Regions from separate parts of the Mus musculus genome. Here all the other regions are linked to region 1. A link is a contact called in public promoter capture Hi-C data. All regions are on one chromosome and are shown on one strand. Each heading gives the region's core, a stretch centred on a gene start, on an enhancer-like site or on the middle of the called end of the contact. The rest is flanking DNA. Distances are from core to core; before and after follow the strand shown. Region 1 holds the start of Plrg1 (pleiotropic regulator 1). Region 2 holds the start of Arfip1 (ADP-ribosylation factor interacting protein 1). Region 3 holds the start of Trim2 (tripartite motif-containing 2). Region 4 overlaps Gucy1b1 (guanylate cyclase 1, soluble, beta 1).

Region 1 (3,243 bases), core at 353-2,852:
AGCCTATGGAGGCCATTCTCTTTCAAATCATCACACTGGGTGCCTGTAAACTATAGTTAGGTAATGATGTTTTTACTGCAGAAGACAAGACAATAGAAAAATGAGTTACCATTACTTATATTACACTAGAAAGCCACTTGCTATTGCCCAAGCGTCCTGTGAGTATGCACTTTTAAGACCTTTCAAAGTCCCCTCCTCCCCTCTCTCTGCACCCTTCTGTTAATATTAAATACTTTAGCAACTGAAAAGGAATAAAGCTTACCTCTCTTCATCCAAAGGCACGGGTTTTCCATTATCAGCCACAAACATGTCATGGGTCCTCTTCAATGACCTGAACACCAGTGTGTGTACAGAATGCTTCTGTACCTCCTGTAAAGAGACAGCCAAAAATCACACATCTAACAAGAGACCCATACACCCTAATCGACATGAGAGTCATTATGCAATTTCCACGCTAAATATGGAGAAGGATATACACTCCTCAATAACTGTAACAAACTACAGCAATCAACAACGAAGATGAGAAAGCTCCTGTCTGGCCAGAGCTCTTAGAAAAGTAACTGAGTAATGCCTACAATGTGTTCAGTAGATATTTACCGAGCTAGTACTGTATGCGGCATGCAGTGTACTCAAGAGGCAACAGACAAAAATAAGCAAAATAATTCCACATTTTTGGAGGGTTCTATGAAAATAGGCAATGGGATGAGTTGGTGGGGGGAGAATTGGTAGATATAATCAAGAAAGGTTTCTCTCAGGTGATAAGCAGAGAGGGAGACAGCCTTACACGGAATAGAGGTACAAGCAGTGAAAGTGTGGGAAATCCCACTGCAAAGGTGTCCAGATAACTCAGAACCGCAGCAGTTGTGAATGCTGCGGAAGTGTGGGTTTCCAGGGTCGGTGAGGTTTAGACCTCTGCCACCACCAACATTTTTACTCTATAACACTGGAACAGAAAGCAGCACTGAACTACACTCCTGCAATGTGTTCGTTAATCCTAAGCACTTAGACCAGCTGGAAGTTATTGAATGAGTCCGGGCAAAAGATGTTAGGCTAGACTCGGAGGACTGCAGTGGACCTGGAACGCAGTGGGTGGGAGTAAGAAACGTTTGGGATACGCAAGAACAAACAAACAAACAAAATCAAGAACCGCACGCCTCTACTGCGGTAGAGATGAAATAACAGTGGAACTGACAAGACAGCACGGACTAGCATCCCAGCCACGGTGGGAACATCAGAAGCCCCGCCTCCCAGGAGACGGCCAGGTACCTACGACAACACACGGACTGCAGGATTCCCTCAGGCTTCCCGCCGACTGAAGCTCGGACTTGGGATGTCATCGGCCTTCCTCCCACCCCGACGTGCCGAGACCACCAGCTTTGACTACAGTTCCTTTCCCCAGATTCCCACCACTTTCATCCTACACTTCCGTGGGCAAAGCAAAGCTCCAGGGACAAACGACTCCCAAGTACCCAAGCATCACTTTACCTCCACCATGTCGCCGCCGTTTAGTCTACCCCTCCAGCAGCGAAGGAACTCAAATAATCGCCGCAGAAAACGCCGCCACTATTCGGCAGCTCTTTCCGGAGATTGGGGCCCGTCGCCGGACGTGACGCTAACCGCACATGCGTATTGGCAACCCGCCGCGCAGGGGTCGAGGGGCGGAGTCTAGCGGTGGAGGGCGGAAGCTAGGCGGAGTTGCGCGGAGCCTCTTGGAGGAGAGCGGGACTTCGGCAGCCGCTGGGCGGGACTGGGGCGGGGTTTGGGCGGGGACGAACGATGTCTCCAGGCAGAAGGGCGGGTCTCGGCGGAGCTGGGCGGAGTCTCCTGCCTGAGGGCGGAGATTTCAGCCGGAGCTAAGGGAGCGCGCCAGCCTTAACGTTTAGGGGCGGTACCTGCTTCCAGAAGCTTGGTGCTCCTTACTTGGAGGTTTTAAGCAAGCAACTTTTTCGTTTCTTTTCTTTTTTTCGAGACAGGGTTTCTCTATGTAGCCCTGGCTGTCCTGGAACTCACTCTGTAGACCAGGCTGGCCTCGAACTCAGAAATCCTCCTGCTTCTGCCTCCCAAGTGCAGAGATTAAAGGCGTGCGCCGCCACCACTGTCCAGCTTAAACAAGCAATTAAAAAAAAAAAAAAAAAAAGGTTGAGAACTTAAGTTGGTTTTATTTTATTTGGCTTGACGCTAAAGTGTTGAGGTTTTGTGATTTACCCAGGTTAAAAATAAATCTGTGGCTTATATGATCGATCGTTTTCAAATGTTTTCTGTATTGATGTAGTTGCTATTTGCGATCTTAAGGCGTTTTCACAGATTGTGCGTCTTCCTGAACTGTGGTTAAGTTCACGGATACCGTCCTCAGAATACTGCGAATACTTTGAGAAGGATGAAACGTAGCGCCGATACAGCAATGCTCTCGCTCGATTTATATTTTAATTCATTAAAAACATGAAGGTCGTGTTTTTAACCTGAAAATGGACATTTCTAGTCTTTTTAGTTTTGAGCCTTAACGTCAGCGCCATCTTTGTAGCCCGCAAGTAGTCATTTCTAAATGTGAATGTGAGTTTAGCCAAAGGATCTTATTTTCTGTAAAAGTGGCTAATGTTTGTGCACGTTGCAAGGAAATAGTAATAGCCATAGAAAAGAACATTTTAAATCACAAAACACTAAGGAAATGTAAGAAAGACCTTAATGTATCTATGTTAATATAACTACTAGACAACTCTCATTAAACTTGTGAGATACCTTAGTCATCCTGAACACAGCTTATGCAAGGCTCATAAGGGCAGTCTACTGAGGTAAACCACACTAGGTTTTACTCTTCTTACAGCTCTTGAATTAAGCCACCCGTGTGAAAATTTCCTTCTTAAATGAATAGCTTGGGTGATCCTATTATCTAGTCATGAGACCCATAAATCACACATATCATACACAGATCTCCTGTTCATATAGGAACCTGGGTTTTTCTGTTTGCTATGGCCTCCCTCCTATTTTCTTGTATTTGAAGGGATCCAGGATCTTTGGCTGGTTAGGAGTCCCAGTTCAGAGGTGTTGGCGCACGCCTTTAATCCCAGTACTGAGGAGGCAGAGGCAGTCGGATCTCTGAGTTCCAGGATAGCCAGGGCCAGAACTACACAGAGAATAAAACCAAAACAAACGAAAAGAATAAGATGTACGTGTCTTTAAAAGTAAGCAAAAACCTGCTCTGGCTAACCTTGCGAGCTGCCTTTTCTGGACAGTAGAGGTCACTAT
Region 2 (3,243 bases), core at 371-2,870, 1.5 Mb before region 1:
TTTGCATTTCTCTTGGGGCAAAAGAAATCTTGGGAGAAATAAATTAATCCCATCATAGTCTTGCTCACCACAATATTATGGATAAGGATAATCATGCAGAATACCAGAACCTCACTGGACTGATCGATCAGTTACTTAAAATAGACAACTAATAGCATCTTTATCAAAGAAAATTAGCATTAGTTCCAAGTCCATCAGAACCATCATAAAAACTATCAGCAATTCCTAGAGAAAGTATACAACTTAAGAACAAATAGATAATAAAAGAAGCCAAGTATCCCCAAATTTAAAGAAACACCACCAGGCATCCTCAAGGAGACACCCAGTTTTGTTATGTACTAGCTGTCCACACCATTCATACACAACCGGGCATTGCAAGACATGTTTTCCAAGTCACCCTTCAGAAGCCCTGTACATGATGACACTTGCACTTAGCTACAAGTCTTATTCAGTTCTTACAGAACGAGAGCAAGAGTTACACTAGACAGGGGCCCCTTTCTAATAATGGAGAAGACTAATGGGTTTCAACTCAAGAGGATGGTTTTGAGTAGGAAAATTCACAATACATTGCAGAATAATTACAGTTTGAGAGAATTGGTACCCACCCACCACTCCCTTTATAGCTCAATTTCAGAACAGAAAAGCCCTTTATACAAGATTTATGTTTGGGCATGTCAGCACTGTTTTTGTTGATGTTTTGTTTGAGTTGATGTGCTAGCAATCTAAGACAATACCGTTATTTAGGTTTGAAATATGTGTAGTGCATTATGTAAATGTATGTAGTGTTACTATTAACCAGACTGAGGAAGACACAGTACAAGGATATTTAAACTCATTATCTAACACCGCTGGGAATAGGGAAGATTCTCGCAGGTACCCCCAAAGTCTGGTAGGAAACGACCAAGAAGAGCTCTGGGAGAAGGGACAGTTGAACTGTTTCTGTGGACGGGGCGTCAGCGATCTACTTAAGAGGGGATGAGCAAGAAGGCAGAGTTCGGTTGCCGGCAAAAGAGGAGCAGCGAAGAAAAGTACTATGAGCCCACTGTCAGAGAGCAAGCACAGAAACAGAGCTACCACCGCACGTTCACGGTTGCCGGTCTTGGTGCACAGACTGGTAAGAGTGCGGTGATCGCGGAGAGCTAGCGAGAAACCTAAGAAAGCGAGGGCCGGGCTTCCGTGCTGCCAGCGCCGGTACACTCATCTTCGCTCCATCCCTTCCGCATCCCGTTCTTCTCTCCGGTGGTTGACAAACTTTCGGCTCCGCGGTGGTGAGCTACGGCCACCTCCACCCTCCAGACACGGAGTACGCGTGTGGGAAAAGGGTAGAGGATGTCTGGCTGGAGGGCTGCACTTCGCAAACTATGGACTGTTCCTCTACGCTGCAACCCGGTTACCCCGGCAACGGTCCGTGCGGATTCCCGGATGTAGTTCACAGGGCCGCGGCCCGGGGCGGAGTCGGGAGGACCCAGCCCCCTGGGAGACGCGCGCGCACCATAGAGACGTGGCGGGGCCCGGGCTTGGCTTCTAGAGAGAGGCTGTCCGGGGCCTAAGACCCCGCACTTCCGGTCTGCTCGCTTCCGGCTTCGCGGGTAGGGTGCAAGCGCCGGAGACCGGGTTGAGAGGTCGCGGGTGCAAGTGTCCTCGGCGGTTGGTTGCCCGGAGCCTGTGACAGCTGTAGCTGCTCCCCGCCCCCGAGGCGTGGGGGAGGAGACGAAGGAAAAGCTCCCGGTTGCGCTTCCGGTCCCTTCTCCCTCTGGCCGACGTGATTCCCGAGGGCTGCGACCGGGAGAGCCCGCGACGGAGCGCTGCCGGCTTCCCCGCTGACAGACAGGTGAGGGCGGAGCCGCGGCGGAAAGGAAGGGGTTGGGGTGGCGTGCTTCCCGACAGATGGATGTGTCGCCTGCGGCTACTCTCATCAAACTTGCTCCTGGGCACTTCCATCCCTGGGAGCAGCCAAGTCCGCCCCTTGGTCCCTCCTGTCCCTCTGAGTCTGAGTGTGTTCTGGAGTGAAGGGGGGCAGCACTGGCCCCTGGGGCGGCTCCGCTCGGCAGTGGGAAGAGTTGGCAGGGTCTGGGGCTTTCTGGACTCTGTCCGAGTGGGCCGCCTTTCCCCCTGCTCTTCCCTGAGTGTCCTGCTTCCTCTCTCCTGCTGTGAGAGGAAGGGAGGTAGCAATCTCTTGGAGAGATTGCCTGACACCGGTGCCGAGGGAGGCGCCCTGCCTGAAATGTCCCAAGCCTGAGGGCGTCCAAGGAATGCTGGAGTTTGGAGGAGGAAATTGTGGCCCTGCCTTCTGGTGCGTTCCTTATTGCCAAGTTAACTACTCTTTACGTGTCTAGGAAAGGAAGCGTCTCTCTCTCTCTCTCTCTCTCTCTCTCTCTCTCTCTCTCTCTCTCTCTGTGTGTGTGTGTGTGTGTGTGTTAAGTGCTTAGATTCTAGACTTTCTCCCCTGTTATTGCTTCCTTGGCTTTGTTCTTGTTTTCCTCTTGAACCCTCTGATCTCAAAAAGTTTATATTTTACACTTCCTGCAGATCCTTTAAGTCACCCTTTCAGGATTTCTGTGCGTCCCTCCTTTATTTTTTCCTGAACTATCCTTTCTTGGTTCTTATCTGATCAGGGGGGCGGAGGACGAATGAAAAAATCGCAGGGCTTTTCATCAACGTGTTGCTTTCACAACTGCGAAGGTGTGTTCACACTTGCCATTTGATTAACTTGATTGCTAAAGAAAGGTGCACCAGATTGATGGCGGTTGGTCAGTTCTCTGGAGGCTGCAGGAATGGCTTGTATTTCATTGCTGCTCTTTCAGAGCAAGCGTTGCAGCAATGTACACTTTTCTTGTATTTGTTCTATTTTTATTTGCTTTTAATTTTCGTTTTTGTTTTTCTTGTTCACCGTGACCAACGCTTCCTTCTAACTCCAAAGTTTAACAGTATATAGGAAAACAGCATATTTCCACTATGATTTTCTGAATAAAAGGCTTTGCCTGAGCTATTTTGTTTCCTGCTTGACAAGATGTTACTTTTCTTGGATTATGCTTGCTTTAATCCTGGGTTGGGGTCTCAGTCCAGGAATCAGGGGTTTTTCTATCTCTACCCTGAAATGATGTGCAAAGTTTGTATGTGTGTGTTCTGGGGAAATGCATTCTTCTTATCAAATTCTTAAAAGACGTGGAATGTGCAGCATGATTAAGAAGTACTGGTCTAGTGTCTTGTTGAAGCTAAAGGAAACAGTTTATTCACGGAGCT
Region 3 (3,243 bases), core at 208-2,707, 1.2 Mb before region 1:
CTGAGGACAGATGTAATTAGTGAAGTGCAGTAATTCTGGAGTATGGTGGGCCCCTAACCTAATATGGCTAGCGTTTTACAAAAAGAGGCGGACATCTGGTCACGGCGAGCCAGGGAAAATAAGTGCTTACAATGCCGCTAGCCAAGGAACCAGGGGTCCTTCCTGGAGTAAGCTCCTCCCATCACACTGGCTGCAGGCTCCCAGGCTGTGAGGCAATTTATTTCTGTTATTTAATCTCCTCACTTCCAGGTACTTTGTTTTGACAGATGCAACACACCAATACAAACCGTTTTTCTCTACTCTGTATTTACCTTCGCTGTCTAACCACACACCTGCCCAACCTGTCTTGCTTAGCCAGAAGGTCCCAAATACTTTAGAAATCTGTGTGGCTGATTTGTATTCTGTGACCTCGTTCTGAACCCAACTCCTGGCTTCTCTGGGTCCTCTCTCATTTTCTTCTACTTGTCCTGCCACAGGAGGCAGACAGGAGGCTATGACCTCTGTAGGATACCTTTGCCCCACCCCTGTAATGGGCATTTTATTTTAGTCTCTCTCTTGCTGTCTTTGGAGTCTTTCCCCTTCATTTCAAACTCACCTCCACCCCCTTTCTAGGTTGGAGTAGCCTTGTGAAATTATCTTTCTGCGGTGGAAATCTTATTACATCACTTGCCAGCTCCAAATCTCTCAGAGGGTCCCTTTAGTTTCTAGTCAGATGCCAAGGTCCCAGTTTACCTAGGACGACAAGCACGGTGACCTAACTTCTTTGCCATCCACCATAGAGCATCTATCTGTCTTCATTGCTCCTGCTCTGCCCCTAAAGCCACATTCAGGATCAGCTAGTGCCCAGCCTCTTTGTTCTAGAGCCTGCAGAAGCCCAAAATTTAAAAGGCTTGTCCGGGAGGTGGCGGCAGGTGGGGGTTGGAGGTGGGGAGCTGTCTTTGGATTCTAGACTGATTGAAAAGCCCCATCTGTGCTCTCCCCAACCCCACCCTATGTTTCTTTGACTGTAATTTTTCAGGGTTGGGAACTGGTAAGTCTCCCTAGCATAACCAGCCCAACACAGTAGAGCACTTGAGAGGAAGTAGCGACTTCACGCTGTCAAAGGCACTCCAAAGTGAGGAAGGGACGGGGGGGGGGGGGGGGGGGGCGGAGAAACAGCAATTTTGCCCAGCTGTTTGGGAGAATGAAAAATCAATTTGCAAAGACAGCACTTCCTCATCCTTTTCAGCGCTGACTGTATCATAACTGACTCGTGAATTGGAATTAAAGCAAAGCTTTTCCCCTTGTCACGGTCAGCAGTGTGTGCTTTCAATACCGAACGCCCGGCGGTGGAGGCAGGCTGCGTCGAGCTCGCTCAGCCCGGTACAGCTGAAGTCACTTCCCCTGCAGGGACAGAGCGTGCTTTCGTGGGGTGGGCGGGCGGGTGTGTGTGTGTGAGAGAGAGAGAGTTTTCCGCAGTAGACCTGAAAACCCAGCCAGCCGCGGATTGGCGCATCCCGGCTGCGGCCGCCTGAGTCATCCGAATCGTTCTGGAACCGGGCACCAACTTGCGTGTTTGTCCGCGGCTCTTTGTGCGCGGATCAGCTGTACCGTGGGCTCTGGCATCTAATCCAGGATTTGCCTCTGCGCGAGGCTTATGGAAAGCAGATGTCTCGCCGCTCTGGGACTGAGCACAGAATGGAAGTGACCCAGAGAGGAGCTGTTTGGTACAGACGACACGGAGGGAAGGCCCCGGCGCGGCCCGCGAGGCCAGCTCCGCTCCTCGCGTCCGTCCTCTCTGCCGAGCCCGCCGCTCAGATCGTGTCCCGCGAGCGAGCCGTGTGACCGTGAGGCCGCGTGCGGCGGGAGCCGGGATACCGGGGTCCGCGGCCGCCAGAGATCCGGGTGCGAGCAGCAGCCGCGAGGGTCGCGGTAAGTGTCCCTGGGGGTGGGGGCGTGAGGGGCGCGGGCGGTTTTTCGGAGCTGTCAGCCCGCCAGCACTGTTCCCGGAATCTCACGGACCCTCTGCAGACCCTGACCTGCAAGGAACGCTTGCAAAGTCATTTGACCCTGGAGTAGAAAGCGACTCTATAATCTTAAAGCTTGGAAAGGTGTCCTCTTCCCACCCCCACCCCCAACCCCATTTCTTTTTCTTCCAAAAATAAACAAACAAAAAAATGTTCTTTCTCTTTGAAGGAACTACTCAGCTAGATTCCTGTCTATTAGTTTTCACGCTTACCCTCTGGCCAAGCTCACGCTGCACGTCTGGTTTATTAAAAGGTGGAGATGTTGCCTTTCTGGGCTTTTTGATTGATGCTGAAAAATCTGCATGCTGCTGTCAAGATGTAAAGGATTGGGGGTGGGGAGGAAGCTTGTCCCAAAAATGCTTGTCAGATGCAAAGCATTCCGCGAACCCCAGACATTTCCCCATTTGTAATCTAATCGATTCCAGGGAGCAACTGACTTATTTTCTGCAACTCCTTAATCGAATTAGGGCACAGATAGCGTTAGATTCAAATACTTTTTAATTCTAGTGTGTGTGTGGGGGGGAGGGGGAACGGGACACGTATTTATTTATTTTGAGGTTCTGGGGAATTAATGCTCGGCTGAACTGATAAGTTACGGCCCCACCTCTCAAATGCTTTTTAGATAGTACATTTAACAGCATTTGAAGTTCTGAGAGTCTAAAGATTAGGCTACACGCTAGGATATACATGAGAGGTTGTTCTTGTGACAGTTTGCATATCTATGCCCGCCCCCCCCCCCGCGCCCGCTCAGGGTTGGTTGGTTTGTTTTTCCTTCTAAGATGGAGCTTAACCTTCACATCTGTATTCTTGAAATATAGTTATAAGCTCAGTACAGCATAACAAGTACTTCCAGATTCCTTCCTGGGGGCGGGAGTTACTGTGCTGGATTTTATATGACCTCCAGTTTCAGATTTCCACTCCATTTCACCCTTAACAGAGCCAGCATGGGCGCTTCAACTCCAAGCAACAGAAGAGCAGGAGTGATTCAGAGCACTTGGCCCACCACGGCCTTGAACCAAGACAGAAAGCATTTTATAGACTTTTTATGATATGCACTACATTCCCGTCCTGTTCAAACATAGGCTCATATAATGATTAAAGATCAATTAAAGAGAAGCAGGCCCTGCCTCCCTTCTCCCTTGGGTAAATACGGTCTCCCCTTTCTTCCCTCCCTCATTTGCAGAATTCTATTTCACTCAGTTACCATGACCTCATTTTGGATTGCGGCATACATGGG
Region 4 (3,243 bases), core at 387-2,886, 1.0 Mb after region 1:
ACATTAAACATGGTGGATGCTGGCCCTGCCTCTCAGAGATGTGAGAGGAGAAAGTGCTGGGGGAGGGGATGGAAGGAGGGAGAAGGCTTTGCAAGAATATCTTTCATCTTCAGGGCTGAATCTCAGTGGATTATCTCCACAGACAACTTCCTTTCAACCACAAGGATCAGGATTAAGGATTATGGAGACTGAAACAAAACAAAAACAAAAACCCAGTTTGCTTTCCAGGCAGAGTCTCTATCTCTACATTTCTGTGGCCAATTTACAAGTTTTTGATTAGCTGTACTGGGAGCAAAGAGAGGAGGTCTTGGATTTTTGCATAGTTTGTAGTTATGTATGAACTTATTTTTTGCCATGCCTGGTATATTTTTTTAATGTGCATCATTTTGAAGTAGTCCAAAAATCTTAAAATATACGTGCACCTTAAACGTATTTCCCCAAAGAACAACAGCTTCCTACATCTGTAGAGCACACTCCTTCTCGAGCTGCAGCAAGCAAGACCCACAGCCCAAGTGTAACAGGAATCATTTTTCCTTCTTCTACAAAGCGCAAACACCAGGAGACTGCTAAAGTGGCCTGGCAGCTGCAGAATTCTCGCATAGAAAATATGCCTTTATTGTCTTTGTGAGAGAGGGAGCACGAAAAGGTATCAGCACCGTTAGAAATGGAATTAAAACCTCAGGCTAGATTTTGGTTATCGGAACAAAAACATCACCCATTTTAGATGATGCTAAGGAGAAGCCTAAGCATATTTGAGGTTGCTCCATGGCTTCCTGGAAGTTGTTCCTGCTGAAGCATCTGTGTTTACATTTTCCCACGACTTTTTGGCTCTTTTGCGCATGTGCGAACTCCTTGTAACTGGCCCTGCAGCTGCTCTCTTCCTGTACTTACCTCCATGGGTATATTTAGAAATAAAACAATTCTAGTTTTGTGATGAAAGGTTTATTGCCCAGAATGTATCAATATAGCTATGTTAGTGAACAGTCAAATGTGTTTAGTTAGCGCTATCAAATGTGAATAGCTTTTCTCTTGGCCATGCTAAGGGTCCCTGTTTGCGATTTCCAGAGGATATTGTAACTAGAGTAGTTTAAATGTGAAGACTGCGCATTTATTAGCAATACAAGTGTGGTGAAAATAATTTAAATTTAATCACAATCCCATTTCTTAGAAGAGACGGGTCGTGGTAATCGCTTGAAACTTGATAGAGTAGAACTGAGTGAGGAAAGCGGTAACTGAAGAAATCCCGAGAGTGAGTTTTGTGTGGGATACTATCTAAAGAAAATCAATATTACATTAAGTGGTAAATCTCTCATGCTCCAACAAAGCACTCAGCTTGTGCATTTAATTAGTAGCAAATTCAATACAACAGCAAATCCCTGGAGACTCGGTTACCACAAAAAGGCTTGAACACCATACCATGCTCAGCCTTTGTAGTGACCCTCTTGCCTGCAGGAATGCATCTTAGCAAGGCTGTACTTCCACTATTCAGACCTTAATCGTGCCCACACCTGTGCACAAATTCAGATGGCTGGCCTTGCAGGAAGGGTGCTACCTTTGATGTTTCACCTGTCCTGGGTGACCAAGTCCAGTGTCAGAACTGCCTTACCATCAGGGTGGCCACTGGTAGAAATGGTACCTTTGTCACTGCCAAGGGATTGTCTTGACTGCTTGTAGGAATGTACAGAGGGCACAAAATGAACCAAAATGAAAATTGATAGCAAGCAAATGGCGTGGGTCTATTGACTAGGGAATATTTAAATATTTTGTTTAGAAAAATGAAAAAGTATTAAACCACCTATTTAAGATAGCTTTCTTTCATACAAGGAGTATAACGCAGTACTTGGACTGTAATATGGAAGAAATGAGGTTTTAATGCAGCCACAAACTCAGCTCTGACTTTGTGGAAAATGGAGATAAAAGTAAAACTCTTAGCAATACATTTTCTTCTCAAGAGGTTTTTCTCTTTCAAGATTGTTACATCAAAAGTTCGGCAGGGGTCCTAAGGTCCTGCAGCGGAGCTTTCGGGTCTTCTCTTCACGGGGAAAGATTTCCACAAAAACAATTTGTTAAAGAAAGAATCCGTTGTATGGTTCAACTCAATAGAAAGAAATATGAAATTCTGGGACAGGTGGGTTCCAGGAATGGCATGGAGCATGCTAGACTGCCTCTTAAGTTTCACGCTACAGCAGCGGCCCCTAGAGGCAGTCAGAAGAAGCCATGTTTTAAAACAAAATAAAACAAAACAAAACAAAACAAAACAAAACAAAACAAAACAAAACAAAACAAACGCTAGCTTGACTTGATTTTTATAGAGATATTAGAGGGAAGAAAACAGAAGTCATTATAGACTGAAGCACCCAGACTGACACTGGATTTATTCAGTTCATTGAAACAGAGTAAGCCTTCAGGACTCTCTGTGCCTGGCTCTATTTCCTGGATCTCTTCATTCCTGCATGGGACACATTATCAACTAAATGCTGGATTGAATTAAAAGTGTAGCTTTCTTATTTCTTAGGTCAATCTGAATATAAATCACTTTTGAATTTTAGGAGCTAATAGGTGCTGAGAAAGCATGTTCTAAGTGACAAGCTTACAAAAATTAGGAAGTTTAATTTTCTAAGCCTAATACCCATTCAGATGGGTATTATAGTGCGAGCAGAAAAGAATGTGGTTGATTTACACAATGTTCTCTCCTGAATACTACAGTGTGCAACAACAACAATCTTAGATGCCTGCTTTTCATCTTAAGTATGCTCTTGAGACTTGCCGTTAACAATCACATAGATTCGTCCCAACTATTCTGCTCTCTTTTCATTCTCTCTGTGGTACTTACCTCAGAGCCATCTCAGGGGCGCCATGAAGGATCCCCCTAGGTAAACGTTTACACTAGTGATCTGCCCAGCAAACCCAGATGTGAACCTTCTCTCTGCTGTTTGCATGCCTATGACCTCATAGACATTCCTAGTCACTATGCTTCCGTTTTCACTACAGAACCTCGATGCCCTGCATGACCACCTCGCCACCATTTACCCAGGGATGCGCGCGCCTTCCTTCAGGTGCACCGATGCGGAGAAAGGCAAAGGGCTCATCCTGCACTACTACTCGGAAAGAGAGGGGCTTCAGGACATCGTGATCGGGATTATCAAGACTGTTGCTCAACAGATACACGGCACTGAGATAGACATGAAGGTAGTGTTCACCCGCTAAGATGTTCCGAATATTGGAACATTTGAAATGATACCT

The links. Promoter capture Hi-C pulls out the DNA fragments that hold promoters and counts their contacts.
Region 2: a contact with region 1 is called in a promoter capture Hi-C map of pre-B cells, with 6 times the contacts expected there. The contact joins the promoter of Arfip1 here to the promoter of Plrg1 in region 1. A contact is called at or near these places in 3 of 39 promoter capture datasets (the C10 cell line, erythroid cells and pre-B cells), 2 of 484 Hi-C or Micro-C datasets (muscle stem cells and uterus) and 1 of 9 other capture datasets (liver).
Region 3: a contact with region 1 is called in a promoter capture Hi-C map of pre-B cells. The contact joins the promoter of Trim2 here to the promoter of Plrg1 in region 1. A contact is called at or near these places in 2 of 39 promoter capture datasets (the C10 cell line and pre-B cells).
Region 4: a contact with region 1 is called in a promoter capture Hi-C map of embryonic stem cells, with 6 times the contacts expected there. The contact joins the enhancer-like site here to the promoter of Plrg1 in region 1. A contact is called at or near these places in 10 of 39 promoter capture datasets (the 3T3-L1 cell line, cranial neural crest, embryonic stem cells and 5 more), 1 of 484 Hi-C or Micro-C datasets (the G1E-ER4 cell line), 1 of 115 datasets of contacts at active chromatin or transcription factors (embryonic stem cells) and 1 of 9 other capture datasets (embryonic stem cells).

The regions. Positions count from the first base shown.
Region 1 is chr3:83,053,897-83,057,139 of GRCm38.p6, reverse strand. Plrg1 (pleiotropic regulator 1) reads right to left here and starts at 1,602. Exons shown (of 15, transcript NM_016784.3): 1 at 1,486-1,602; 2 at 263-369. The coding sequence starts at 1,494.
Region 2 is chr3:84,581,002-84,584,244 of GRCm38.p6, reverse strand. It overlaps Arfip1 (ADP-ribosylation factor interacting protein 1), which reads left to right and starts at 1,620. Exons shown (of 9, transcript NM_001081093.2): 1 at 1,620-1,831. Gm35410 (predicted gene, 35410) reads right to left here and starts at 1,830. Exons shown (of 1, transcript NR_164319.1): 1 at 1-1,830.
Region 3 is chr3:84,257,993-84,261,235 of GRCm38.p6, reverse strand. Trim2 (tripartite motif-containing 2) reads left to right here and starts at 1,457. Exons shown (of 12, transcript NM_001271727.1): 1 at 1,457-1,911. Gm40078 (a long non-coding RNA gene) reads right to left here. Exons shown (of 3, transcript XR_867391.3): 3 at 3,012-3,243.
Region 4 is chr3:82,046,459-82,049,701 of GRCm38.p6, reverse strand. It overlaps Gucy1b1 (guanylate cyclase 1, soluble, beta 1), which reads left to right. Exons shown (of 14, transcript NM_017469.4): 5 at 2,992-3,189. Among named protein-coding and RNA genes, the nearest start is that of Gucy1b1, 27 kb to the left of the region's middle. Within about 2 kb of position 1,636, at least 11 of the 459 cell types and tissues checked have an H3K27ac peak or open chromatin away from gene starts, as enhancers often do.